2 separate regions of the Mus musculus genome follow, and region 1 is linked to region 2. The links are chromatin contacts, called in public Hi-C maps. All regions are on one chromosome and are shown on one strand. The core of a region is the stretch at or near the end of the contact, and the rest is flanking DNA. Distances in the headings are between cores, read along the strand shown.

Region 1 (3,235 bases), core at 240-2,739, 330 kb before region 2:
TACAAAGTTCTTGCCTGACTTTCTCACAAGTATGTATAGTAACAAAACAAATATTTCTTGGTTTAATGACTCACATTCATTGCTATTTTATGAGTTTGTTGAGGAAATGAGAGCCTTCCTATTCTGTATCAAATTTTCCACAGTGCTCACAATAGTTAACTGCTGCCAGCAACTTCTCCTCATGGCTTTCTTTCCCCCATTCACCTTACAACTTCACCACTTGACGAAGTGCTGTGTTCTAAATATTTCCCAGAACGTGGGCTTCTTACTTAGGGGTTAGTCACTTACTATTTGTAGCAGTGAGCTGCAGACACCACCCACTGGTCATTGATGAGGGAACCTCCACAGAAGTGGTAGCCAGCATTTAGGGACACCTGATAGGGGACAGAACTCTCTCGGCAGGTGTATCCTCCAACAATCTTGTCATCATCATCCACAGGGAAAGCAACTTCATGGGAGATAGGAAATGAAAATAAGCAAATGCATCTGGGTATTGGAGGTTCCATGGCAGCTAAAACCCTTAGGATTTCTTACTGAGCACCATGAGTGTAGGAAAGCTGCACTCGTTCTATCTCTAATAGGCAACATAGATTTTAGGGCTTCCCAGTATCAGGTTCTGTAGGACAGACAGATAGTTCCCACAGAACTAGATCTGTTCCCAGATCTCTTCTGAGCATCCGTGATGGGACAGCAAGAATTACCTGAGAAAACACTTAATTGGATCCCATTAGAAGTCAGTTCTTCCCATTGCTTGCTTTATTTATATATATGTGTATTTCTTATCTGTTCCACCTGAATATTGGCTTTTTACCTGGGCCAGTGTCTCACAGAAAATTTTTACCTAGGCTAGCTTCCCATAGAAATCAACTCTTTAGAATGAATCAAGAATAGAAAGGAATATGCAAGACAACTTAGACTTATCAAGGGAAACATAGCCGATGAACTTGCCAATATATCAGTATTTCTTAACTTTGACTGGTAAGATGAAGTTTATTTAGAGATGGACCTATTAAACAGGCAAGACCTAAGACATATAGGATCAGAATTCTAATGGTTGAATATTTAGCAAAAATAAGCTTTTTGTGTCTGTAAACACATTTTTTCCTTAAGAACACCTGTGGTGGAAGTATCACAGAGCTGCTGGAGTCAAGCAGTGGACATGCAGGCTCATTTTATGGAACCTTCTTGTTAGCTTCACCTTTCAACATTCCCTGCTCTTGGCACCAATTAGAATGAAGACTGGAGACAAGAGTAGATTAAAGGCTAAGTGAGAAAAACAAGGAATGAGAAGCCAGGAAAGTAGGGAGAAGGTTTGAGAGGCTGGTGAGACTATCAGAATATAGGTAAGAGACAGCATTGGGATAGTTCATATATTTCATTCAGTGGAACAGACAGAGCTTGGGAAAAAGAGTGAAACTCACCAGCAGCTCCCACAAGGGCTAGGATCAGAAGTGCACTCATGGTGACAGAAAGTCATGAGCACAGAAAGAGTGCCTGTCTTTATAGTTCCCTAAACAAAGAGGAAGGCACCTTGGCTAAAAGTGGAGGGGTCATTTTTTTTTTTCCCTGCACAAACATAGCTGCAGGTTTCTCTTTCCCAGAGTCTTGCATCAGCTTTGCTCTGTTTGGTGCCCTTGTCACATGGCGAGCTACAGGTGACAAGGGAACTTTTTTCTCAGGTCACATAAGGAGGACAATTGCTTCTTGGAAGGATCATGCAATGGAAAAACCAGGGGAAGTCAAGCCCTTGTCTCCACAGTGGGATTTCTTAGGCTTAGGTGATAAGAGGAAGAGCAAAGACTGTCTAAGATCCTTAGACATCCTGACTTCATTAATGTTTTAAGGAACTTTGAGCAAGGACTGGTTCTAGTAACTAGTGGGGTTGCTTGGTGCCCTCATGGTAGGAAATCAGCATTGCCTAAGCCCCTTATCTATGAACCTGACTATTTTACTGAACAAGAAGATGAAATTAAAGGGTTCTAAGGTCTGCAATTAAAACAGCCATGATGAAAAACTAGGAGGTGCAGAATTCAATCTAAGCTGGGGCTTTCACTTAGCTCTTTTCTAACCAGACTCATGGATTGAAGGTGTGTTTTGAAGAGGATGGATAAAACTTAAATAAGTACTTCCTCTATATGTTACAGGGGTGGAATGCTCACATCAAAACTGTGCTCTATTTTTCTGTTGCCTTTTGCTCTTGTCATATGTCACTTTTAAGGGTCATCAAGGCTCCAGAAAATTACACTAAGTATTAATACCTCGTATTCTAGGAAAATGCATCCTGAGATAAAAGTATATATGATGTTTTGGATGTGAGAAAATGTTTGGACAGTGTTTAATCTGGGTCCCAGTGAGATAATTAGTTGTGTATAGATATGAAAGGATTCTGTAAATGTCTATTTTTAACATAAAAAGAGGTCTGGTGAGTGGGAGTGGGGGTTGGGGACATCCTCTTGGAGATGGGGGAAGAGGTATGGGATGTGGAACAGTCAGAAGGTGGACTGGGAGGGGTATAAAAGTCTGGACTGTAAAAAGAGAATAAAATTTAAAAAAAAGAGTATTATAATATGCTCATCCCTCAATTTATTGCAGTAAAACCTGGCCAGAGAAGAAAAAGTGAAGAAAAAGATAAACAGTTGACTGGCGATGGATCAATTTTAATCTAGTTATACAGTCAGTTGGAGGAGCCTTGCTGTCAATTGTTTATCTTTTTCTTTACTCCAAATCTAGGCTTTGGGAGCTTTCAATTGGAGCTGAGATTATGTGTCAGTGTTTTTTGCAAGATACTGAACATTCTAGAGATACTAAATAAAGGTGAAAAAAACTGAGCTTAAACTGTAATTGTGGTGGAGACGGTAAGATGACCAGAGGTTGGGGAAATGCAGAGTATACTGCAGGAAAGGCCAACATGGGGCTCAACAGGCTCTTCAGTGGCCCCATTCCTGACATTATTAGGGCAGATTTACAAAAAGTCCCTGTACTGAATCCTCTCATTTCTGCATCTTGCATCTCATATAAAGGCTTTTGAGCTTATACCTAAGTGGAAGGTCTGTCCTACTAAAAAGTGCTTGAAACTTTCAGAATTTTCACTTTTCACAAATGTTTTAATATGAGGTCTTCAGAAAAATGGATTCATTTTACCCAAGAAATTAATCTAAACCTGGCATGCTACCCCTATGTCTCTACAAAAATGTGGGAATTGTCAGAGTGTGAGATTTGCTGCAGGTGACTGTCA
Region 2 (2,993 bases), core at 441-2,940:
CAAGGTTCGGAGTGCCAAAAGCAATAGTGTCAGATAATGGTCCTGCCTTTGTTGCCCAGGTAAGTCAGGGTGTGGCCAAGTATTTAGAGGTCAAATAAAAATTCCATTGTGTGTACAGACCTCAGAGCTCAGGAAAGATAAAAAAGAATAAATAAAACTCTAAACAGACCTTGACAAAATTAATCCTAGAGACTGGCACAGACTTACTTGGTGCCCCTTCCCCTTGCCCTATTTAAAACTGAGAATACTCACTCTTGATTCGGTTTTACTCTTTTTAAGATCCTTTATGGGGCTCCTATGCCCATCACTGTCTTAAATAATGTGTTTAAACCTATGTTGTTATAATAATGATCTGTATACTGTTAAAAGGCTTACAGGTGGTGCAGAAAAAAGTCTGGTCACAACTGGCTACAGTGAACGAGCTGGGTACCCCAAGGACATCTTACCAGTTCCAGCCAGAGATCTGATCTACGTACACCTGCGTCATGCTGAGACCCTCAAGCCTCACTAAAAGGGTCCCTGCCTAGTTCTGTTTACTAATCCGCCTTATTCTGTTTTTGTTCCCATGTTAAAGATAGAGTAAATGCAGTATTCTCCACATAGAGATATAGACTTCTGAAATTCTAAGATTAGAATTACTTACAAGAAGAAGTGGGGAATGAAGAATGAAAAATTACTGGCCTCTTGTGAGAACATGAACTTTCACCTCGGAGCCCACCCCCTCCCATCTGGAAAACATACTTGAGAAAAACATTTTCTGGAACAACCACAGAATGTTTCAACAGGCCAGATGTATTGCCAATCACAGGATATGACTCTTTGGTTGAGTAAACTTGTGGTTGTTAAACTTCCCCTATTCCCTCCCCATTCCCCCTCCCAGTTTGTGGTTTTTTCCTTTAAAAGCTTGTGAAAAATTTGAGTCGTCGTCGAGACTCCTCTACCCTGTGCAAAGGTGTATGAGTTTCGACCCCAGAGCTCTGTGTGCTTTCATGTTGCTGCTTTATTTCGACCCCAGAGCTCTGGTCTGTGTGCTTTCATGTTGCTACTTTATTAAATCTTGCCTTCTACATTTTATGTATGGTCTCAGTGTCTTCTTGGGTACGCGGCTGTCCCGGGACTTGAGTGTCTGAGTGAGGGTCTCCCCTCGAGGGTCTTTCATTTGGCCGGGAATTCGAAAATCTTTCATTTGGTGCATTGGCCGGGAATTCGAGAATCTTTCAGACTTAAACAGTGAGCTGAAGAGATAGATTATGGCTGAGAAGTTTTGAGTCTATAATGGTCTTAGATTTCACCACACTCAGTTATGTGCAGATAGTAAACTTGTCATTTATTTGTTTTCATTGTGGTTTTTAATACTTACATATGAATATTGAATTATGTCATGCAATGTTATATGCCACTTAAATTTGTCTCAAAAGAGTTATCCTATTTGTATATTTGTATAGTCTAGGATGTTATTTTCTGTTTGGATTCATTTCGGTATGAACAATCGTAGTCAATTCATTCCCATTCATACTTAGCATCCTATTATACTCATTTGTTGAAGGTCATTAACCATTCTTGATAATTTCATCAAAGTAGAATCTTTACTACTACAAACAATATTTTACATGTCTTGTACATGGCTCTGGACTGTACATATGGCAAGATTTCCTCTCACTGTAGAAATATACACACAGCCACATTAACTTTACACAGCATGACAAAATCCTTGCTGGATTAACTGAGTCAAATAATTATCCCAGTACTTTATGAGTGTGTTTAATGAGCCACATCCCTGGCTTAACTGATGTTCAGTAGTTCTCTAATTTTGTCTATTAAACTAAAGTTTTGCCACATGGTAAAATAAAATTTTAATTTTTATTTGTGTCTGACAAAGAGATTGATATCTTTTACATTCATAGGCTACTTGTCTGTCCTAGAAGTGGCCCTTTGTCCCTTAGGTTTTGGCTGATTAGCTTTTTCACTCATGGTATTTTTGTATCTCCTGCATATTACTCCTTTTGGTGGTCTTGCTATTCTTTCCAAGTCATGATTTGCATTTATACTCTCTTTGAAATGATTTTTGTTCTTTATATGCCCCAGTACAGGGGAACACCAGGGCCAAAAAATGGGAGTGGGTGGGTAGGGGAGTGGGTGGGAGGATATGGGGGACTTTTGGGATAGCATTGGAAATGTAAATGAGGAAAATACCTAATAAAAAGTATAAAAAAAAGAAATGATTTTTGTTACAGTTTTCATTTGTTGAAATTACATTTTTTTTAATTATACACACGCTTGTATTATTTACAAGAGATTCTCCAAATTCAACCTCATGATTATCTACCAAGGTACTTAACATTTTGAGTATACATTTAAGCACTTAATCCATTTGTAATGTATTTTGTTTTATGCCCATGAAGAAAGGTTTAAATTTATCATTTCTTGTAGGCTAAACCACTTGTTCTAGATTAGTTCATAGTATACCACAACACTCTCTTTTTTATCTGCAGTGACATTTCTATTACATATTAAATTCATCTATAAATGCCTATTTTGTTATTTGACTATTTCCATTTGCTATATATTGAAAATAATTTTCAAAGCACAGGGCAAATTACTTTGCTTTATAGTTTTTCAATGTTATCTTACCTATACTCCTCTTTTATCCACTTAAATTTTAGTTTTCTCCAATTTTTACAAAAGAGAGCTTCCTTTTGTGACTGTACTTAGTGTTGTCCTAAACACTTAAATGATTATGCTAAGGGTGGGAAATCTCACTATCGGGCTCATTTATTTGTGACCACACTGTACATTTCCACTTATTTCAGACTTCTGAAATGTATTTTTCTGTAATCTAAGTAATTTCTTGTATTAAAATCTTGCTTATTTTCTAGTGTATTTGTTCCTGGTCCCATATGCCCTTCCTTTTTTTTTTTTTTTGGTTTTTCGAGACAGAGTTTCTTTGTATAGCCCTGGCTGTCCTGGAACTCACTCTGTAGACCAGGCCAGCC

Evidence for each region. A called contact is a pair of places that touch in the nucleus more often than the background predicts.
Region 1: a Hi-C map of CD8 T cells shows a contact between it and region 2, with 5 times the contacts expected there. The contact joins the promoter of Prss2 here to the enhancer-like site in region 2. A contact is called at or near these places in 19 of 39 promoter capture datasets (the 3T3-L1 cell line, the C10 cell line, the HPC-7 cell line and 12 more), 4 of 15 datasets of contacts at CTCF or cohesin (CD8 T cells, large pre-B cells, pro-B cells and 1 more), 63 of 484 Hi-C or Micro-C datasets (the AML12 cell line, B cells, the C2C12 cell line and 35 more), 3 of 115 datasets of contacts at active chromatin or transcription factors (CD8 T cells and bone marrow-derived dendritic cells) and 4 of 9 other capture datasets (adipose tissue, embryonic stem cells, liver and 1 more).

Annotation. Positions count from the first base shown.
Region 1 is chr6:41,520,030-41,523,264 of GRCm38.p6, reverse strand. It overlaps Prss2 (protease, serine 2), which reads right to left and starts at 1,489. Exons shown (of 5, transcript NM_009430.2): 1 at 1,422-1,489; 2 at 289-448. The coding sequence starts at 1,461. It also overlaps Tcrb.
Region 2 is chr6:41,195,373-41,198,365 of GRCm38.p6, reverse strand. It overlaps Tcrb. Among named protein-coding and RNA genes, the nearest start is that of Try4, 110 kb to the left of the region's middle. Within about 2 kb of position 1,690, at least 10 of the 459 cell types and tissues checked have an H3K27ac peak or open chromatin away from gene starts, as enhancers often do. A contact at or near this core is called in CD8 T cells, Th1 cells and group 2 innate lymphoid cells, where this site is marked.